Regions from separate parts of the Sus scrofa genome. Here region 2 is linked to region 1. The links are chromatin contacts, called in public HiChIP or PLAC-seq maps. All regions are on one chromosome and are shown on one strand. The core of a region is the stretch at or near the end of the contact, and the rest is flanking DNA. Distances in the headings are between cores, read along the strand shown. Region 1 holds the start of TIAL1 (nucleolysin TIAR). Region 2 holds the start of RGS10 (regulator of G-protein signaling 10).

Region 1 (6,962 bases), core at 2,012-4,511:
ACTCATGATGTACATTCTATGGGATCCATCATTACAGTACCACACAGAGTAGTTTCACCTCTGTAAAAATGCCCTGTGCTCTACCTACGCAGCCCCACCTCTAGCAACCATTCATCTTTTCCCCTTTCCCATAGTTTTTGTCTTTCCCAGCATGTCACCCAGTTGGAATCATACAGTTCGTAGCCTTTTGACACTGGTTTCTTCCACTCGGCAATGTGCATTTATGTCTTTTTGTGGCTTTATAGTTCATTTATTTCTGTCACCAAATAATAGCCCATTGTCTGGATGTACTAGTTTGCCCATTCACTTACTGTAAGACATTTTGGTTGCTTCCAAATTTTGAGTTACTAAGAAACCTGCTATAGGAAGTCCCCCAGTGGTGCAGTTGGTTAAGGAGCTGGCATGGCTGTGGCTGTGACGCAGGTGGCAGCTGAAGCGTGGGTTTGATCCCTGGCTCAGGAACTTCCACATGCCATGGGTGTGGCCAAATAAATAAATAAACCCTGCTATAAACATTCATGTGCAGGTTTTTGTGCAAACATAAGTTTCAACTCATTTGAGATACCTAGGAGCTATGACTAGTTTTGTAAGAAACTGCCAAAATATTTTCCAAAGTGGTTACACCATTTTGCATTCCCACCAGCAGGGAATGAGAGTACCTGTTGCTTTTTATCCTCCCCAGCATTTGGTGGTGTCAGGGTCTGGGATTTTGGCCATCCTAATAAGTACGTAATGGACATACCCTTTTTTTATTATACCAAAAAAACCCCTCAAAAATACATGTGTATACACACACACTTTTTGGGGAAAAAATTATGTATATACATATATAGAGAATAAAACTCTGTAAAAAGAAAAACAAGAAATGCTAAATTCAGAATTCAGCATGATGGTGAACCCAGGTGAGGGGAGGCAGGAGGATGAGAGAGTGTGTGTGTGAGCAAACCCAAGAGTTAGACTAAACTGCGTCCCTAAGAACTTTTTTTTTAGGGTGGAGGGCTCACAGCTATTATTGCATTTTTAAAAAAGTAACAAACTAAATGAAGGCAGGAGTGGTAGACTGAATAATGACACCCCCCCCCAAGATGTCTATGCTCTAATCCCCAGAACCAGTGTACTCATTAGGTTATGGTAAAAGGGGTTTTGCTAACATGATTGAATGTCTCAGAGAAATGGGACGTTATCCTGGCCCCATGTGATCACAAAGGGTCCTCATGAAGTCAAAGAGGGAGGAAGGAGGATCAGTCACAGAGAGAGAGGCAGAAAGGTCAGAGAGGAAAGAAGATGCCATGCTGCTGTTTTTGAAGATGATGGGAATGCAGACGGTTTCTAGAAGCTGGAAAAGGCAAGAAGCCCATTCTCCCAAAGACTTTAGAAGGAACCAGCCCTGCCAACATCTTGGTTTTAGTTCAGTGAAACTAATTTCATACTTCTGACCTCCAGAACTCTAAAATAATATAGTCCTGTTTTTTTTTGTTTTTTTATTTTATTTTATTATTTTTTGTCTTATTGCCATTTCTTGGGCCGCTCCCATGGCATATGGAGGTTCCCAGGCTAGGGGTCCAATCGGAGCTGTAGCCACCAGCCTATGCCAGAGCCACAGCTAGGATCACGGCAACACCGGATCCTTAACCCACTGAGCAAGGCCAGGGATCGAACCCGCAACCTCATGGTTCCTAGTCGGATTTGTTTACCACTGAGCCGCGATGGGAACTCCCAATATAGTCCTGTTTTAAGTCCCTAAGTTTGTGGCAGCAACAATAGGAAATTAACACAGTGGGCGTGGATCAATGATGAATTGGATGATGATGGTTACAGCTCTGGACGTCGGTTCAATTAAAAAAAATAAAACCTCTGAATAGCTCCTCATTGATTGGGAGACAAAGCCCCAAACTCCTCAGCCTGGTACCCATCTTTAACAACATGGTGCTATAAAACCGTTGCCCACCTTTCTAACTTAGCTCTCCAGATTCCTACTCCATGCCTTCCCCCACTTCTCCCCCCACCAAACCCATACACTTTTTTTACCCATGGGTCCTGGCCTCGGTGCCCCTTGACGTTCCCATTGACTCAGGGGGCTCAACTCTCTTCTCAAGGTCTTATGAAGCCTTCCAGGTTGAACCCCCCACTTCTTCCTCCCCATATTGACATTACAACGTTTTTGCTGCACGGTTGACCCCCATCACAGGATTAGGAGTCAGTGGTAGTGTTTATAAAACCAACTCTCAAGGCACAGTTTACCTGGGACCTTCTAGCTCTGGCAACAGGATGAAAAATCTTTCTTCGCCGTTATAATCCTTCACTTCACTAACCTACAAGAGGGGGTACGAGCTCAAAAGCATTCTCCCAAAGACGCTTGGGGGTGGGGTGAAGGAGTGGGAGCGTAGGGTGAACTGCCGCCGGTGAAAAAAACAAATTCTACAAGGTTACGTAGCCAGTTTGAACGGGGTTTCCCACATACTCGAGCAAGACTTCATTCCCCGTCCATATGATGGATGGATGGATGTCTGTAAACACAGCCTTAAGTCTGTGCACGTCTCTGCCCAAAGACTCACTCTAATAACTAAATGAGGGGCAGAAGGGCATTATCGCCCTCTTTACACCAACTCGATGAGTCATTTTAGTGGAGGGCTGCTCTTTTGACCCCCTTATCCGATGAGATAACGAATGAAGAAGCCGTCTACCCAGGGTAGAATACCTATTTGCGGGAAAACAAGCCCAGAGGAGGAATCGGCGGGCTGTTGAGAAAGCCGGAGGGGCCCCGGCGAGCGCAGCTTCCAGCTCAGCGCTGGGCCGGAGGAACCCCCCAGCCCCTCCGCCCGTCGCGCGGGGCGGCAGTTGGCGACCGCGGGCGGGCGGTTTTGATGAATAGAGGAGGGCCAGAAAGGCCTGCGGGCTTGGACGCCACGCGGAGCCAGAGCACGGAATTAGCCGCAGTTGAAGATACCGCTCTTGGGCTGGACAGAGGCGGAGCAGCAGCCCACGCTGAGCCAACAGAAGAGTCTTAAAATGCCTGAAGCAGTCCTAGGACAGCCCCCAGCGCGAGGCACTATGGGACTTGCAGTCTACTTCTCCGACGCCGCTTTTTCCCAGCTCGATTCCCTGCCTTTCAACGTCGCTTTTATTCTCTCCCTCCCCTCCCAGCACGCCGACTTCCTGGTCGCCGCACGTCTCACGTACGACTACACTACCCAGAAGTCTCTTCTTCGCTTCCCAGAGCGGCTCCGGCTCCTCAGGACTACAGTTCCCAGAAGTCCTCCGGGGAAGTGCTTACCTCTCTCATTTCCAGGACCACAATTCCCAGAGACTTCAGTTTTACGGCGGTTCTCTTTTTTCTCGAGTTCTTCTTGAGCTGGCTGGGTTTCGCTAGCCAGCCGGCGAGTAACGACGACGTGATCCGTCGTGACCGGGCACGAGGTTTCCTCAGTGGCCCCTTTTGTTCCCCACTCAGTTCTCCGCTTTTTCAGGCCGTCGCGGCTGGCCTGAGCGGTGACCTGGCGGGCCGCGCCTGCGCTCTGCCCCGTTTCCTGCCTGGCTGGTGGCGGCGGCCATTTTGTTCATCCTCCTCCTCCTCCAGCTCCTCCTGGTTGGAGCGCAGTGTCCGGAGCGGGCTGGGGGGAGAGAGCCCGAGAGCAGGGTTCGGTGCCTTTTCCTCTGTCCCCAGCCGGTGCCCGGAGCCCCCCTCCCCTTCCTCCCCACCCCCTCCCTTCCCCAGCCCTGCCCTCCCCCTTGTCCCGGGATCGCTCCGTCGCACCCACCATGATGGAAGACGACGGGCAGCCCCGGACTCTGTGAGTACCCAGACGGGGGGTGCCAGGCGCCTAGAGGCCCGGGCACTGCGGGATGCTATGGGAGGGAGCAAGAGAGCGGGGCCGAAGCCAGGACTCTCGGCGGCTCCCTAGCTGGGGTGGCGCGGACGCGAAGTGCATTCCTCATTTGTCCCTTTTTCCTTGGGAAGGAAGCCCTCCCTTCCCCCAAACACAGTCACTTCCTGGGGTCCGGGGCTAGTTTCGACCTTTTCCTCTCGCGCCCTTCTTTGCAACCCCGTCCTGAGCCGGGCTTTTGCACGGCAGAGTCTGTCAGGCCCGGGAGAGCTCCTGCTCCCCCTGTGCTTTGGGGGCCCTGGGCTGGGCCGGGAGCTGCCGGTCCCCACGGGGGCTGGGCCTGGTGGGGGTGGGACTGGGGGTGGGACTGCGGCCACATCCCCTGCGTGCTGCGAGGAATTAGCACTCACGCCCTCCACGTCCCCAGCTCCAGTCGCTCCCGGCTCTTCTCCCAAGCTAAGCTCTGCGAGGAAGCCGGACACTCTTCCGCCACTCAAGCCCCTACTCTCTTTCTGCCCCACGTGCCCCCGCCCACGCTGTCAGAAACACTCGCCAAGCGCCCGCTACTTTTGAAGTGCAAAAGGGATGCCTCTTGCCGCCGGAGCATCTTTCCTTTCTTGGATGACGAAGTTTACTTTGAGCGCTACCTACGCTAAACTGACAACCAGTTGTTAAACAGCTTTTTGCTCTATTGGTGCTACCTTCTCTATTACATACCTAATCTATTTCTGCGTCGAGCCCTTCGGAGTTGGATAAAATGATATTTTTATCAGCTATTCGATGTGTGTCTTTTGAGTGCTTTTTCTTCCACCTTGCTGTTGCTCTTTACCCTGAAGCCCAAATGTAATGAATGAATTTCATCTTCCCACCGCTTTCCTTCCTTTCCTAATGAAGAGTGATGACTCAGCGTTTGCATTCCTTTCCAACTAGTGTGGCACTCCTTTCTTTTTTCCTGCATTTTTTTTTTTTTTTAAGTGTGAGTCTAATTAAATGTGTTAAGTTGGGCACTGGGTTTTCCTCGCCTTACGAAGCTCAACACACCTGCTTCGAGTACAAGGAGTCAGTCAGAACGCTGCTTTTGTTTTCTCTTGGCTCTGCCTGGTGTTTATATGACCATAGTTCACTTGGCTCTGCTGTCTGATGGGGTAATTACTTTTTGGGGAATAGATGCAGGTGGAAGGGTGCTCAGGAAGTTTGACTAGTTTCTGATCTCTACTCCTGCCAAAGAAAGATTGCTCAGTCCAGAAAATAGATGTCTTATGTTCAATATTGATAGTTGGGATTTTCATTTTGTTGGGGCGGGGGGGGTTGCATTTTTTTTATTCCTATTTCTTTAATGTCTCACTAAAGTATCTGCTATACTGTTTTGAGAATTTGAGGCCAACTTAAGCACATCAAATACTTGAATGGAAAGCCTGCTTGGTAGAAGTTTTGTATTTATGTCCTGTGTTGTCTTCCATTTCTGCTCTATTTTCCCAGAAGAGAGAGAATTGGGACAAACATGAAGTTTGTCCCCTAACATCTGTTGAAGTCAAGACTTGGTATTTAGTTAGCAGTGTGTTCTTTGATGGAAGCATCTGGGAAAGCTGGATTTAGGTCTAGCTAGTATGTGTTTAATAAAGATAAAAGTTACATTGTATTTAAAAATCTGAAATGTCACCATTGCATCCTAATAGTTACTGAATAATTGGTAAATTTTCGTGGCACATTTCTGATTAACTGTATCTGTCTCTTCCTTATGAAGAATTCTTGGTTTTGTGCTAAATAATATGCTATTTCAGTACCTTTAATTCGTATCGCTGTCTTTGCATCTGCCTTGTCTTCATCTCCATCAGACCTTAGGCCATAGACTAATAAGCTAACGTCTTTGTGTCACTTGTTTCTTACCCCTACCTTCTCCAATCTCCTGTTCTTTCTCAGAAACACACCTAACTTGTCTATGTTTACAGTTGTCTAAAAAATGTGACATGTATACATATAAGTAAAGAAACATCTTGAGCTTCATTGTACGTGTATGTCAGTACATGTTTACTATTCTGTCTTCCTTTTTCCTTCTCCCACTCTTCTCCATGGGAAGGGTTTTTTTTTTTTTTAGACAAGGACTGCTACATCTTCCTAGGTCTTACCCCTGCAGCACTTAGTTCACTGCCTGGAACATAAGAGGTACTCAAATATTTTACAATGATTATACTTCTTTTCATTAAATTAGTATTAAGTCCGTTTTTTTTAAAGTCCTGATTGATTTAAAATTTTAGGCAGACGTGACTGTCATATGTGGTGCAGTCTGCTGATTTTTATGTATTTTTTTAAAACCTTCAAATGTAAAATTTTGAGATAAAAGCAAATGTTTCACACTTGGATTTTTGTCAGATTTTAATAAAAATAATGCATAACTTTTAAAATGTTCGTTTTATGTATTTCTTCTAAAAGTTCTTTTAGATACAAGTAACGTGATAAAAGCATTGACAGTGACTAGAGGTTGATACCTAGTAGAGTTTTTTGTTTATTTATGGCCATCCTTCTTTTATTTTTCATTGTTATCTATGGATTAGGTTTTCAAGTGGCTAGTATGTTTTAAAGAATGTACTCTTAACAAGTTTATCTTAAACTGTTTCCTTAAAATGCCTGTGTGTTACTAGTGAGGTTTTTTTCCTGCAGACACACACAAGCTAAGACATATGGTTCTATCATCAGAAAACAATATGGTGTTTATAGCCTAGGTAGGTCTTTAAATATTCATTATCCTACAGTATTACTAATTTATTTGATGGTATTTAAAGTGGTATAGAATTGCTTTGATGTTGAGCCTTAAGTTTGTCATATAGTTGCTTTGAAGGTCTGTTTTCTGATATTCTTTGTTCTCCTTTGACATTTTTTGGGGGGTAACATGTATTGGATAACTTTGGGATCTAAAAAAAAAAACCAAGCAAATGAGATCTTGCTGTGTTAACACTGGTGTTGGAGGTGGATTGACTGACACATAGCTTGTAGGACCCACATTTTAGATTTGTGTTGTGGGTAGTAACTTTGAGTGCAGTGATTTGATCCATGGTATATCTGAATGTGTTATATACCACATTAAAATGTAATAGTGTTCAACTGTAGTTTAATTTATTTTCTTCATCTATTTGATACACC
Region 2 (6,962 bases), core at 2,565-5,064, 43 kb after region 1:
TTCGACCTATGCTATAGCTTATCCTTAATCCACTGAGAAAGGTCAGGGATCAAACCCACATCTTCGTGGATACTAGTTGGGTTCTTAACCCACTGGGCCACAATAAGACTCCCTAATTTGAATCTTAAACACACATTAAGGTGCATCTTCATGAATGCAGCATGGTATAAGAGTGCTGTACCAGGAGGACCACCTGCCTGTGACTCGGGAAACCTAGCATTGCTCCCAGCCAAAGCCATCCGGGCCTCAGTTTCCTGATCTGCAGGGAACTAGGCTGCTCTCCAGGGATCCATCCAGCTGTGACATACCATGAATGTGTGACTTGAAAAGCAAGGGAGATCAAAGATGGGAAAAGCAGTTGATGTCTCTTCACTCCTTCCATGGGAAATGAAGAGTTTAAGGAAAGCACAACTAATATAAAGATGCAGGCTTGAACATTTGTAGATTAAACCTAGTAGAGATTTTTTTTTTAGGGCCCCAACTGTGGCATATGGTAGTTCCCAGGCTAGGGGTCAAATCAGAGCTATAGCTGCCAGCCTATGCCACAGACACAGCAATGCCAGATCTGAGCCATGTCTGCAAACTACACCACAGCTCCTGGCAAACACCAGATCCTTAACCCACTGAGTGAGGCCAGGGATTGAACCCACATCCTTGTGCATCCTAGTCGGGTTTGTTAACCACTGAGCCACAACGGGAACTCCAAATCTAGTAGAGATTTTGATCAGTTTCCAATTGCTGGTTTCCCCTCACCCCAGTTGAAAAGCATATTCACTGAAGAGATTTTGCAAAACGGGAAAAATATAACAATGAAAAGTAAAATCACCCATTATCCCAACATCTAGAGGTAAATGCTGGTAGCATTTGGAATCATTTCCTGCAAGCTTTCTATCCATAAATATGCTATATTTCCTCACTTGTCCCACTCAAAAATGTCTCTATTTGTATCCTGCTTTTTTCAATGACAGCTTCATAAACACGTTCCCTACATCACCAAATATTCCTCACCCAGTTCTTACTGGGTTCAACATTGCATCATAGGAATATACTGTAACTTAGTCATTCTATTAATGGTCATTTATAGCTACCGTAAATAGCACTGATAAAAGAAGTGTTATGATATTCAACTTTGCACATAAACCTTTGTATTTCTTATTCTTTGGCATAAATTACCAGTTGTACAATTATTCACGGGTCCAATGGGTATAAACATTTGGAAGGCTTTTATACATGCTGCCAAAATATCATCCAAATACATCTGCCTCGCTTGCCTTCCAGAGAGATTGTAACCATTTACTTTCCCTGTCTACACTGGGTGTCAATTGCATCACATGGTTCCTAACCCTGCCAACTTCCTATAATTTATTAAAATGCTATTTTTCACCGCATATAAGCTAAAATTTATTATTAAAACAGCATTGGAGGGGGAGTAAGTTATTCAGATTCCAAGGCTTTTTTTTTTTGTACCTACATGTGCCGGGCACTGTGCCAGGTGCTTTCTTGTTTATTGCTAGTGAACACCACACTCTTAGAATGTAGGTGGCATCCTTTCCTTGTCCAATCCCAAGAGGCTGTGTGTAAAGATTGGCCAGGATTCGTACCCAGATCTCTTGACTCCAAGCTGGGCGCTTACATAATTACTTATTTGACCATACCTCACCTGCTTCAAATGGTTGAAATTTCTAAGAGACTCAAATATGTTTTATTTTATGTATATGATAAAAGACTCTATAATGTATTCACAGCTTACCAGTTGTAAGTTTCTGAGAATAAAAAGCAGCAAACTCTAAAGTTAATGATCATTCTGGGGTTCTGCTTTTCAGGACACTCTAGTCTCTTGCTCTGTTCCTGGTTGGAATGAAAGTTGTGCAACTAAAGGCCAGACCAGCAGGGGTAGGAAGGGGCCAGACTGCTTGTCCTTTTCTTGCTCAGACTGGCTACCAGTGTTTGTAAAGGTTTGAGATGAGCTACACAAAGTGAGTGATGCTATTTGGGTGGTAAGCATCTTTAGCCACCGCAAGCCACAGGCAGAACCTGAATCATGCGGGAGGGGTGTGTGTGTGTTTTCTTTTGGCAAGACTTAGGAACTGTGTGGTTCTGTACCTCGGTACTCAGGCTTTTGTGCAGTACATGTTGAAAACTGGCTTTTGGATCTTCAGACACTTGAAACAGGTATTTATAGCAGTTTCATGAGGACAGTCTTTTAGTGTCCTGAAACATTAAACCTTAATCGTGGGTCTTCATTCCTATACTCATTATCTGATATGCTAATGGGACAGTAAAAGTGATTTGAAGCTCTTCTATTTTCATTTCAGGAAAACCTGGCCCCTTCAGCTCAGGACAGATTCATAAGCATGTCCTAGGCGATGCCCGGTTTTATCAGGACACGGGGTGGACCTAGCAACATTCAGCTGTGCCTGACTTTTACCCATCGTGCCAGTGTCCTTATTTCCTGTGTTAAGATTACTTGTAATTTGGTCTCTGGAGACGTTTTCTGGGGAAGTGTGCTGCACAAAGTCCCTGGTTATTGCAATGAAACTGCAGCGACCTCATCTGGATCCAAGACTCTGCAGAGTTGAAAGGTCCTTCCTTTACAATGGATGAACCTGCAGCCTATAGTTTTAAGCATCACCCGTTCAGTCCCATTACAATGAGAGGAAGCTAGCAGGAGCCCAGCCCCAGAGGAGCCCAACAACAAGAGAAGCTTTTAAAATTGAACTTCGCAGCTGGGTTTTACTTTCCTGACCACAGTGGTCTCCTGGAGTTGCAGCTGAAAGCACCCCCCCCACACACACACCCCCCCTTCAGGAGTAAGAAAAGCCTCTCTATGCAGCAGAGGGGGCGCAGGGTGGGGGGGGTTAGAAATACTCTGAGGAAAGGCATACTTTGAGAGGGGAAGGGGAGGTAGGGAGAGAAATGAGAGGCAACCACAGAAGGCCAGGAATGGGCCGGGTGGGGTTGGGACTGAAGGGGTGGGTAAAGGGAGGAGGAAAAATTGGCGAATGGGAAGCTCAGAATAGCAGATATAAAAGAAAGTGCCAACTAGGGAAAATACTGAGAAAGGATGGGTGGAGGGGGATCGAGACTGGGTATAACGGTTGAGAAAAATAGCAATTAGTACAGCTAAAAATAAAGACCAATTTAGAGACAAAGCCAGATACACAAGGGGAAAAATAGGACTCGCCCGAAAGAATTTCTCACAAACCAAATCCTCAAGAAAATGGGGCTAATGACACCCCCTCTTGGTCTGTTTCGCAGAAGAAATGAGAATAGATTCGAGTAGAACTGGTGGCGCTGAGCAGGTGACTGGTGACAGAGGAGAAATCAGAAGTAGGGCGCAGCGCGGACCCTAGTGGTTCGTATTCCGGGCGTTGAGCTCAAAGGCCCTCCGGGAAGATGAGCCACGTGTCCCTAAACTTATTCCCTCCAGTCAGCTGGTGTGCGGGGCAGAGGCATCGCTCTGGGCTGGAACGTTAAGGGGTTCCTATAGAATTCCCTCGAGACCAGGGCTCTAGCGCCCAAGTTTCGGCACCCACGCAGCCCACCTGGAAGAGGGCGCGCCCACCCGCAGCAGCTCTGCTCGCTCTGCAGGTGGACACCGCCGCCCGGGTTTCGGCAGCGACGCCGCACTAGCTCTCGTGGCGGTGGGATGGCTCAGTGCCCACGGAGTCGCGGGACAGGCAAGCCTGGGGAGCAAGGATCCTAGATCACCGGGACAAGAAGAAGGCCGTTGGCCACGCCTAGGTTTTGCAGCACTTCAAGGCCTCGGCTTCCCGGTCTCTGAGCCGGGATGTGACCCCGGCCTGCCTCCCCGCCAAAGTGCAGGGAGTCAAAGAAGCACTGTGCTCCCGCGGTGCCGCTCCCGGTTCTCGTGGCTGCAGGGAGACGGCTGGGGGCCGGGCAGGGCGGGACTGCGGGCGTCTTCTCTGGCCAGCCCCGCGGGGCAGCGAGGGGTCCCTGGGACGCGCGAACCGCCTGGGCAGGGTTCCTAAGTCCTAGGCGGCGCAAACTCCTCCTGCGCTCGTGCGCACCATCCCGGGCGCTGAGCCGGATTCTGGTGTTTGGGAGTCACCCGTGCGCGCCCTGCCCGCCCAGGCACCCCGGGGCTGGACCGCGAGGCCTCAGCTGGGGTGGGCAGGGCGCAAGGAGCGCGCCACGCGGCGCCTGGCCGGGCGGAGGGCGGTGGGGCGGGGGCGCGCGCTCCGGGGCGGTCCTGAGCCGGCTCCTCCTCCTCCTCCTCGGCCTCCTCCTGCTCTTCGCCTTCCCCAGCTCAACCGCCCGCGCCGCCCGGCTGCTCCTCCTTCCTCCCCGGGGTGTCGCAGCGATGTTTAACCGCGCTGTGAGCCGGCTGAGCAGGAAGCGGCCGCCGTCAGGTAAGGGGCTCCATGGGTGGGGGACTGGGGTGCCCCCAGGGGCAGCAATGAGCCGCTCGAGCCGGCGATGCCGGTCCAGGGCATCCTTTCCTCCCGCCCGGGCGCGGCATCTTCTCCCAGCTCCGTCCAGCGTCTTTGCGGTTCCAGCCGCGGCGGGAGCACAGAGCCGCGAGAGGTGCGCCGGGGAGGAAGTTTGTCTAAAAAGAGGAACAGCAGCACTTTTCTTTTTAGTGAAGATCGGGGAGAAAAATGAGATCCAGAACACCCCCAAACTTTGAAGGTAGTATGGGATCTAGATTCTGAAAGCAGACCGTCACCGCCCCCGCCCCCCCATTTTTCTTGAGTTCTCTGTCTCTGCTGCAGGCGTTGGTGTGAATGATGCCTGTGCAGTGCCTGAGGAAGGCACGCCTGGACCCCGGGCATCCGGGCTGGGGCTGCCGAGCGCCTTCTGTTCTGGGCTGCGGAGCCGAAATGTGGGGTGAAGAAAGGGTGAACGCCAGGTGAAGGGCGTTCGCGCCCAGGCAAGGGGCCGACATTGCAAAGACTTCGGCTTGGCCATCCCTCTGGTCCAGCATTTGCAGTTCGCGCCCAGGCAAGAGCCGACTTTGCAAAGGGTTCGGCTTGGCGGTCACTCTGGTCCAGCCCGAGGACAATTTGGAGCGATTCGACAGGACAAAGAACCCACGGTGATGATGAAACCATGCCCTTGATTCCAACCATCTTACCCTTTTTGTTCATGATAACAGCTACGCCCTTTTGAGCGCTTAATGGGGACCACTCTCTGTGTTCACTCGGCTCTCGGTGAATTCTCTCTTCACTCTTAAGGGCAACCCAGTGAGATAGGTACTGTTCTCGCCCCTTTATGGAGAAGGGAACGAAGGGAAGCCAGGAGCTGTTAGGTAACTTGTCCCAAGTCACACTTAGGAAGTGATAGAGACTCTTTCAAACCCAGCTTGGCCCCACTCTGGAGGTGAGAGGTTTTTCTGTTGCCTTCCACCCCAGGAGTTGCTTCTGTATATACTCAGTGTGTACATGTTGGCTCATGAATTTTTGTCCCACTGAATATCATATTTTATGAGACACACAGTGGTTAAGAGAAAGGATGGAAGCTAAGTTGGGTGGATCCAAATCCCACCTCCACCACTTACTAGCTATGGAGCCTCCCTGTGCAAATAAGGATCCGCAAAATGGGAATAAAAGATCCCTCTTTAAACAGTTACAGCTGGTTTCCCATCTATCAAATGATGCATGTTATTGCACTTAATATTTAGAACCCTAATAAAGTAGGGTTTCCACCCTAATAAAATAGGATTTCATAGGGTTATTGTAAATTGCTTATATTTAGTCTTAGTGGTCATGTAAACATTTCTGTGTTGCCTGTGAGTCAAAGTATCCATGTGGGTCTTCGTATCAGCTACTCCCTATGGTTGGATATTTACAGGCCTATGGAGTGATGGTCAGAGTCTGGACTCTGAAAAACTCCTGCTTCCCACACTGACTATCATTCAGTGAACTTGGGGGCAAGTTACTTGACCTCTGAACCAATTGCTACATCATCAGGAAATTTGGGAGCTGGTTGCTAAACCATAGGTAGCTTGAAGTTGGCTGTCGGTGGCTATTTACACCACAAAAATCAGCAGATGCTAAAAATCAAGGTTCCCCCACTCCGCTGCCCAGGAGAGCTGGTTCACCAGCACACCTCTGCGTCAGTTTTACCGTCTTTAAACTGTTTCATAGAGTGATGGGATAAAACACAGAAAAGCATGTATATGAAGTTTTTAGTACAGTGTCTGGCATTACTGAGTAATGATTAGTTGTTATCTTTTCCATTTTTATTATAAATAGAGCTTCTGTGAACATCACTGCACAGGTGGCTTTTGAGTTGAAGTCTTCCAAACAAATCAACTGAATTATGGGATATGCATGGTTTGGGGGTGCATGGGCGCATGTTGTACGCCAGAAAGACTGGGGCTGTTTCAGTGGAGTGTACTGCTTTCAGGGTAACACATTTTAAGGCTGACGAAATGTGATTAGGTTGTGATAGAAAGATCGGTAGCTAAATATCATGGATTGGTAATGAATGCCTGGCTTCCAAGAGCCTGATGTTGTTAACGATTTTTAGGTTTAAAGTTTGTCCCCTGATGAGAAAGGACAAATAACCCCTTGCCAGTTTGGTCATCACCACCCAGCACTGAGAAAGGTGGAGCGTGGGCCCTGAGGCAAAGGCACTGGAAGCCAGCCAAGCGAACCATGGGACCCTAGACTGAATCGGGGGCAGGGGGCGGTGATTTTGAATTTTTTTTTTAAGTGGTTCTCTAGATTGTACAAACTTCCAGCCCCACAAAATTTGGATCCACCCCTGCAGGACCCCGATTTGGACCTGGCTGCCGTCCTACCTCCTAGCTCCTTTTATTCTAGACTTTTCCTGCTTTTCTGCAAAATCTTATTGGAAACAATGTCTTTAAGCTGAGGTTTGGCACTCCCAACCCCTCATTCCAAGTGCAATTCAAAATGTGACTGTTCTTCTTTCTGAGGTTTCTCAAGGTGCGTTCATGAACCACATGGGGGGGGGGGAATTGATAAAATGCA

The links. HiChIP or PLAC-seq counts read pairs in DNA pulled down with a chosen protein or histone mark.
Region 2: an H3K27ac HiChIP or PLAC-seq map of alveolar macrophages shows a contact between it and region 1. The contact joins the promoter of RGS10 here to the promoter of TIAL1 in region 1. A contact is called at or near these places in 1 of 5 promoter capture datasets (fetal liver), 1 of 47 Hi-C or Micro-C datasets (embryonic fibroblasts) and 2 of 2 datasets of contacts at active chromatin or transcription factors (alveolar macrophages and skeletal muscle).

What each region holds. Positions count from the first base shown.
Region 1 is chr14:129,463,449-129,470,410 of Sscrofa11.1, reverse strand. It overlaps TIAL1 (nucleolysin TIAR), which reads left to right and starts at 3,261. Exons shown (of 12, transcript XM_003133196.4): 1 at 3,261-3,791. The coding sequence starts at 3,760. LOC110256777 (a long non-coding RNA gene) reads right to left here and starts at 4,228. Exons shown (of 2, transcript XR_002338744.1): 1 at 4,016-4,228; 2 at 1-3,611.
Region 2 is chr14:129,421,002-129,427,963 of Sscrofa11.1, reverse strand. RGS10 (regulator of G-protein signaling 10) reads left to right here and starts at 3,814. Exons shown (of 5, transcript XM_001927416.4): 1 at 3,814-4,373. The coding sequence starts at 4,325.